Linked DNA regions of Mus musculus: region 1 is linked to region 2. The links are chromatin contacts, called in public ChIA-PET maps. All regions are on one chromosome and are shown on one strand. Each heading gives the region's core, a stretch centred on a gene start, on an enhancer-like site or on the middle of the called end of the contact. The rest is flanking DNA. Distances are from core to core; before and after follow the strand shown.

Region 1 (3,831 bases), core at 342-2,841, 370 kb after region 2:
CAGTGAGCACCTGGGCTCACCTGAGCAAGAGTACGTCTTTTCATCTAAAGTTATTCTCTTAAAAAACAAACCAGCTTAAGGATTTGAGCTTTGCCGACTGTGGTGGTTCAGTCCCAGCCCTCGGGAGGCAGGGGAGGAAGATTTCTGTGAGCTCTGGGCCAGCTTAGTCTGCATCACAGTTTCCAGGCAGGCTGAGGCTATTTAGTGAGACTCTGTCTTTTCTTTTTCTTTTTTAAATTTATTTATTTTCTTCATATGAGTACACAGTTGGTTTCTTCAGACACACCAGAAGAGGGCATCAGATCCCATTACAGATGGTTGTGAGCTACCAATGTGGGTGCTGGGAATTGAACTCAAGACCTCTGGAAGAGCAGTCAATGCTCTTGACTTATAAGCCATCTTTCCAGTCTGTCTTTTCTTAGATAAAACTTGAGGTCTGTTTTTCCTCAGGCTGTCTGGGTACTTCGTGCTGGAGGCAGGAGTTGGTGCAGCCTGGGCCCCTGAGCCCTGCTCATATCACCGCCGCAGTGAACTCATTGCTACATGTGTCTGACTCAGGATTTTAAGTTAGAGGTCACTATTGAGATAATTTCACTTTGCCTTGTGTGTGAGGCCTGGGGACAGGGTACCATTGTTACCATTGAGGTAACATTGCACATTTCCCTGCTTTTCCCTTAACCATGGCTTCTATACAGCATTAACAAGATGGCAGCGTTCCTGTGCCATGGGGAAGTTTTGTCCCTTTGTGGTGTTTCCAACCATTAAAAGCTCTTGGAATTAGTACATTCTCTTTCCTTTCCATTAAGAGGGGGAGAATCTGGGCTGGTGAGATGGCTCAGCAGGTAAGAAAGAGCACTGACTACTCTTCAGACGTCCTGAGTTCAAATCCCAGCAACCACATGGTGGCTCACAACCATCCATAACAAGATCTGATGCCCTTTTCTGGAGTGTCTGAAGACAGATACAGTATACTTGCATATTCATAAATAAATAAATCAAAAAAAAAAAAAGGGGGGGAGAATCCCTGTTATTTCCCACAGCCCTGTCCCTTATAGGGACAGAGGAGGCTTGGGAGGACACCAGTCACATGCCACAGAGCTTTTCTTGCTGTCCTTGGACTTGGAAGTAGATGGTAGAGCGAGGAGAGTCTGCCAGGAGTGTGAGCACTGTATGCTTTCTGGTTGCAGGTTACCCTACCTGTAAAGAGAAGATCAAGAGGAGACCTGGCGGGCGGTCTGAAGTCATCTACAATTATGTGCAGCGCCCTTTTATCCAGATGTCATGGGAAAAAGAGGAAGGAAAGAGTCGCCATGTGGATTTCCAGTGCGTTCGCAGCAAATCCCTCACTAATTTGGTGGCTGCTGGAGAGGATGTCTTAGAAGACCAGGAGATAATAATGCATCACCCACCACAAGTAGATGAACTTGACCGCTTAAATGCTCCACTCTCTCAGATGGCTCCGAATGACTTTCAAGATTAGGGACAAACGGCCTCTGCCCAGTTGTTGGAGCTCTTCTTTGTGTGGGTACCCCTAACCAGGCCTCCCTGCCCTCCTGTGGTTTCTCACCGTTAGGAGATGCCTCTTCCTGTCTCCTTCCCTTCTGAGTTGTTACTGTGCCCTTTTCCGGGTCTGCCTCCGGCTGGGTGAAGAAGCTCTCTGGTAATTAGGCGGCCAGCTTTACCAGCCCTGGCAAACGAGCTTTTGGGTCTGGTGCTCTTGGTTGAATCTTTGCATTCACCTCCTGGTGCAGGAGAGGAAGTGAACTGTTGCCTCACATTCGGCACAGCAGCCCACTCTTACACCGGGTGAGTGGTTTCACAATCAGACAAATTGCTTATTAGCAAAAGGACCAAAACGTCAGAGAAACAGTCTGTGCTGGGGTTGGGTGTGCCCACCTGGGGAGGTGCGGGGCAGGCGAAGGGAATTCCCTGGAGCTCCAGCTCAGCTCTGCTTTTTACTAACATAGGAGCAAACCAACCCCCTAAGAAGGGCAGCCTGATGCTTCATTTGGAAGTGAAACTTGCAAATGAGGTGGCAGAATGGCTCCAGATTGGGCCAGCTGGACCCTCCTCTGGTGGGAAGCCACAGCGCCTGTCCATTAAATAGGCCATTAGCTACTGGAACATGGTAAGAAAGTAATATGTGGTCATCCCCCAAATCAGGTCCAGGCCTTGTTGTTGTGTTATCTGCTCAGGCTTACACGTGTGGTAGACGGCAGCCCAGATCATTCCCTAGCTCCTTCCTCTCACATTTCCATGGCTGTTTGCAGAGCCAAGAGCCTGACAGCAATGTCTGCAATTATTTTACTTCCCGGTAGAAGTCCACCTTTGAGTCCGTCCTCCACCCTGGGCGGTGTGTAAGCTGTTTCCTTCAAGCTCTTTACAGAATATGTTGTTTCTTGAAGGCTGCTCCCATAAGACCATGTATAGCATAACTACTTGATGGCAATAAAATCAGGTTTTGGAAGCCCTCTCTCCAGTATTGAAGAACAAGTGTGCTCTTAAAACAGTGTTTTCTGTGCTTGTGGCATCACAATGGGTGCAAGATCTTCCTTGCTTAGAAAAGAACCGAAGGGTAACTGAGTGGCTCCAGCTTGTGGTGACTATTGGTGTGTCTGTGAGGCAGCATCCAGAATATGGGCTGAGGTTGTCTGTATCAAGAGGTTACTTCTGTGAAGTTGCTTGGCTTGTGTTTGAGGCCAGGTCTGGCTTTGATTTTGTTGGTGCTACATGGTTGCCTACCTGCAGCTGTCCAGCCCAGGCCCAGGGTCAGTGGTGCTTCCTGTTTCTCCATGGCCACAGGAATGATTATGTGTCTGTCCTGTGTAATGCTCAGGTGTGAGCACGGTCCTTTCTTTGTCCTTCGGAGTTGGTTCACTGGCTCTGGCCTTTTATGAACTAGGTCTTCACCCCAACACTCCAGCCCATGGAGTTTGACTGGGAGGCAATCTAAAGGCCACTCCAGTGACACTGGGTGGTGGCAACTAAAGGAAAGACTGTGTGCAGACATAGGCTTCTTGTGGGGAGGGAAGCTTTTTTGTACCTCAGCCCCACCCTTACCTACATTTCAGTGTCATTGTAGTTTGGTGTCTTGCCTACTGTTCCCAGAGTTGGGACACTTTTTCCTTTTGTTTTTGTTTTGTTTTTGGTGTGGGGGAGGAATAAGATGGGGTTACAAAACAAGGTTTTTCTGGGTAGCCCTGGCTGTCCTGGAACTCACTTTGTAGGTCAGGCTGCCCTCAAACTCAAGAGATCCACCTGTCTCTGCCTCCAGTGCTAAGATTAAAGGTGTTCCATGCCACTGTCTGGTCCCAATTATTCAGTGATGGGGCCTTGCAGAATCAAGGGCTGGATTGCAGTCATCTTTTGAGTTGATTACTGGCTATGTGAGAGAGAGGATTTTTCTCATAAAAAGATGGATTTGGGGCTCAGTGTCTTTTGTAAGTGCCTGAATAAGTAAGCTGGGCTATGTGCATAGAAAGTCTGATGAGAAAGGTGACTTTACACCTCAGAGTCTCTAATTATCTTACAAGATAAAGCTGACCCTGAGGCTTGACTCTACTGTGTACCCTTGCTGCAGCTTGTGTAGTTGACGAGGAACACCTGCAGACACAGTATCAGAACGAAACAAATGGGGGTGAAGGCAGAATTGGAGGAAGATGGGGACTGGGTACAACAGGCAAAGCTATTTTAACCAGCATCTCAGGAGGTACTGTGTAATGTCTCATCGCAGGCCTGAGAATGCTCTGCAGGAAATCCAGGAAGGGCCATCTTCTCAGAATATGTGTGCTAGGGAAAATAAATGTTCAGAGCACAGGCTTCAACTCAAGT
Region 2 (3,521 bases), core at 80-2,579:
AAAAAAAAATTTAAAGGAAAGGCGGGAACTTGTTGTGCCTGGCGAGGCAGGACTGCCAAGAATCCGAGTCCACCTTGGGCCGCACAGTCTGGAAAATGTCCTTGTAACCTGGAATGTCTGTAGGATTCTAGCGGGATGCTCTTTACAACAAATGTTTAGCTGCTTGTTTCTTACTAGCTCTCTGGTGACTGTGGGAACAACTTTTAAGAGTTGGCTCTTTCTTTCCCTCCATGTATGTCTCAGGGCTTGGAGTCAGCTTATCAGGTGCCTTTATCCAGAGCTAGGTCATGGGCCTTCAAGACTCTTCTAGCCACCAAGAAATGGTATCTGAGATGAGTCAGATTTCATCATGGCACTCTGTAGCCAGAAATATGTAGCTTGATGACAGTGCTCTCTTCCAGGCCCCAGTTTCTCCCCGTGGCCAGCAGAGGGCGCAGCGGGTGTTGAGAGGCTGCACATAAACCACCCATGAGACAAGCAGCCCCATCCTGCACTGGAATCCTACAGAGTTGGAAACATAATTTACATTCCAGATTACACGGACATTTTCCAGACTATGCAGCCCAAGGTGGACTTGGATTCTTGGCAATCCTTCTGCCTCACCAGGCTTAACAAGTTCCCACCTCTCCTCTGTAAGCCTCTCCTCTTGGCTTACTGCTGGGACTAATAAAACAGCAATTAAAGTGTAAGTGTGCAAACCTGACACACAGGGGAGCTTCCCTGGGAGTGACACTTTCAGCAAGTGTGACACCCCCATGCCCACCAAGCTGTCTTCTCTATGTCTGGTCTTGAATTTGTACAAAGGTATAAAGGGTAACAAAATACCAAGCTAGTGCTTGTAGCCAGTTTGAGTGTGAGTTGACTTGGAAAAGCAGGAACCCAAGGCCACTGTGTAAAACCAAGTGAAGGGACTATGTCCCCAACCTGTGTGGCCTGAGCAGTCAGGGTCTTTCTGAGCACAGAAAGCTTCAACTCAAACTCAAAGCCTAGGTCCACAGGAAAGCACGCCCACTGGCTGATGTTGACAAGCACAGACTGTAACAAAGGGGAAAACTAAATCAAGGCATAAACTCCCCAGCGTAAAGCAGCGACGTGTGGATTCACAGGTGCCCGGGCTTCACACCTGACTGACCCAGACATCTGAGGAGTGGCCCCACTGCAGAGGACAGCATCCTTCCAGTGGCATCCCAAGTCTGCAAACAGGTCAAGGCTATAAGCTCAAGGACAATAGTAACCAATACAGGAAAAAGAATGCCTTTGAACAATGGCTTTCAACCCACCCCACCCCTGCCCTCACCCCACCATGCCACGCCCATGGTTTCTGACATAACACTGAGAGCAGCTGTGTGACACTCTGCTCAGTACTGCATTAGCAAACAGGGAAGGCAGTGGGCAGGGCTCACCATGCATGCTGTGCTCCAGATGTCAGCAGGGGTGTTGTAGCCAGATCCTATCAGGACTTCCAAAGACCGATACTGCCGTGTCTGGATATCTTCAGTGAAATGCTTGTGCTGAGTGAGTCAAGGAGTGGAGATCCTTAATACTCATTTATTTAAAACAGGAAGTAACTAAGGCTTACTTAACGATGGAAACTAAAGCAAGCTGTCTGCAAAACTTATTTAACAACCTGTCTTACTGCTACTCCAGATAACTTAAAATTGAGCCTTAATTTAGTTTAGACATACAGACTTAGGAATAACAATAGCTTTATTAAGAAAATAAAAATAGCCCGGCGTGGTAGCACACACCTTTAATCCCAGCACTCGGGAGGCAGAGGCAGGCAGATTTCTGAGTTCAAGGCCAGCCTGGTCTACAAAGTGAGTTCCAGGACAGCCAGGGTTATACAGAGAAACCCTGTCTCGAAAAACCAAAAAAGAAAAGAAAGGAAAGGAAAAGAAAAGAAAAGAAAAGAAAAGAAAAGAAAAGAAAAGAAAACTATTAGAGCCGGTGTGATGGCACATGCCTTCAATCCTAGCACTTGGGAGAGGCAAAGGAAGGCAAATCTCTGAATTCTACACGGCTAATCTGGTCTACATGGCTAACCAGGCCAGCCATGGTTACAATGAGGCTGTTTCAAAAAGCAAAACAAAGAAACCCAAACCAAGCAAGCAAACAAAAAATATATACAAGTAGAGAAAACAAGAGCCATCAGTGATCAGCAGGTAAGAGCCTGCCAGCAAGCAGAGAGAGAGGGGGAGAGAGGAGAGAGAGACAGAGACAAAGACAGAGACAGAGAGAGCTAGCTTACCCACACTGTCTTCTGCAATTGTTCTCTGACCCACATGCATGTTGTGGCACACTGGTGCACACATGCATGCTCCCATACAATGAACGATCAAAAGTAAACAAGCTCAAACGACAATCAAATGTGTAAAATAAGAGTACAAAAGGCAAAGTCTACAGCCCTGTTAAGACAGACAGCCATCAGAAGTGAGGCGGCGTAGCTCAGGCTGAGGCTTGACATGAGGCTTGGCAAGCAGGGCAGAAGTATTCTTAACCTAAATAAACCTTAAACAAACAGGAGGAGGAGCCCGGCCTTCAGGGCTTTGTTGCGTTTTATCCCTGGATCCCACGCCCTAGAGAGGACCAACTCTGGCAGGCTGTCCTCTGACCGCCCATGCACAGCCTCAAGTCATCTCTCCAATCCCTAGAGTTATTCCTGCTGTTGATTTCTAGTCTTTTTTTTTTTTTTTTTTAAAACATACAGTCTTCTTCTTTTAAAAAAAAGATTTGTTTATTTATTACATGTAAGTACACTGTAGCTGTCTTCAGATGCACCAGAAGAGGGCATCAGATCTCATTATAGATGGTTGTGAGCCACCATGTGGTTGCTGGGATTTGAACTCTGGACCTTCGGAAGAGCAGTCGGGTGCTCTTACCCACTGAGCCATCTCACCAGCCCCTGATTTCTAGTCTTAATTCATTGTAATGCATACATAAAAGTATCTCAACTCATCTATATTGTTAAGGCTTGCTTTGTGTCCTAGTATATGGTATATTTTAGGTACTAGTTCCACGGGCTACTAAGCATATTCATTGTCTTAGTATACGGTCTACTTTAGGTACTAGTTCCACAGGCTAAGAATATACCTTCTGCAGGGTTAGATGTCTGTCAACTGGTCAGGGTGACATATACAGTTTCCCATTACTCTTGTGCTGTTGTTCCCTTGGCCAGTATGAAGGGTCCCCTTCCCCTAATTTTTAAAAGACTTATTTTATTTATATGAATACAGGAACCCTTTATGGATAGTTGTGAGCCACCATGTGGTTACTGGTAACTGAACTCAGGGTTTCTGAAGAACACTTTGTGCTCCTAACCCCTGAGCCATCTCTCCAGTCCCAAGATTTTCCTCTCAAAGTCTATTTTGTCAGATGGCAAATTGGTACACCTACATTCTTTGTGAGTGCCCTCTGCCTGGAACCCCTTCCAAATCACCTTACCTAAGACACCTATCTTTATTGCTGAGTGATCTTGAGGAACAAAGTGACAGTTGCTGCTGTTTGGTCCAACCTGTTTCTCT

The links. ChIA-PET counts read pairs in DNA pulled down with a chosen protein or histone mark.
Region 1: a contact with region 2 is called in an RNA polymerase II ChIA-PET map of memory CD8 T cells, with 40 read pairs. The contact joins two enhancer-like sites. A contact is called at or near these places in 1 of 39 promoter capture datasets (hippocampal neurons), 5 of 115 datasets of contacts at active chromatin or transcription factors (the 230-238 cell line, effector CD8 T cells, embryonic forebrain and 2 more) and 1 of 9 other capture datasets (adipose tissue).

The regions. Positions count from the first base shown.
Region 1 is chr17:28,965,465-28,969,295 of GRCm38.p6, forward strand. It overlaps Kctd20 (potassium channel tetramerisation domain containing 20), which reads left to right. Exons shown (of 8, transcript NM_001356300.1): 8 at 1,188-3,831. The coding sequence ends at 1,480. Among named protein-coding and RNA genes, the nearest start is that of Kctd20, 15 kb to the left of the region's middle. Within about 2 kb of position 1,592, at least 81 of the 459 cell types and tissues checked have an H3K27ac peak or open chromatin away from gene starts, as enhancers often do. A contact at or near this core is called in memory CD8 T cells, where this site is marked.
Region 2 is chr17:28,592,767-28,596,287 of GRCm38.p6, forward strand. Srpk1 (serine/arginine-rich protein specific kinase 1) reads right to left here. Exons shown (of 16, transcript NM_016795.4): 13 at 1,404-1,511. Among named protein-coding and RNA genes, the nearest start is that of Lhfpl5, 19 kb to the left of the region's middle. Within about 2 kb of position 1,330, at least 46 of the 459 cell types and tissues checked have an H3K27ac peak or open chromatin away from gene starts, as enhancers often do. A contact at or near this core is called in memory CD8 T cells, where this site is marked.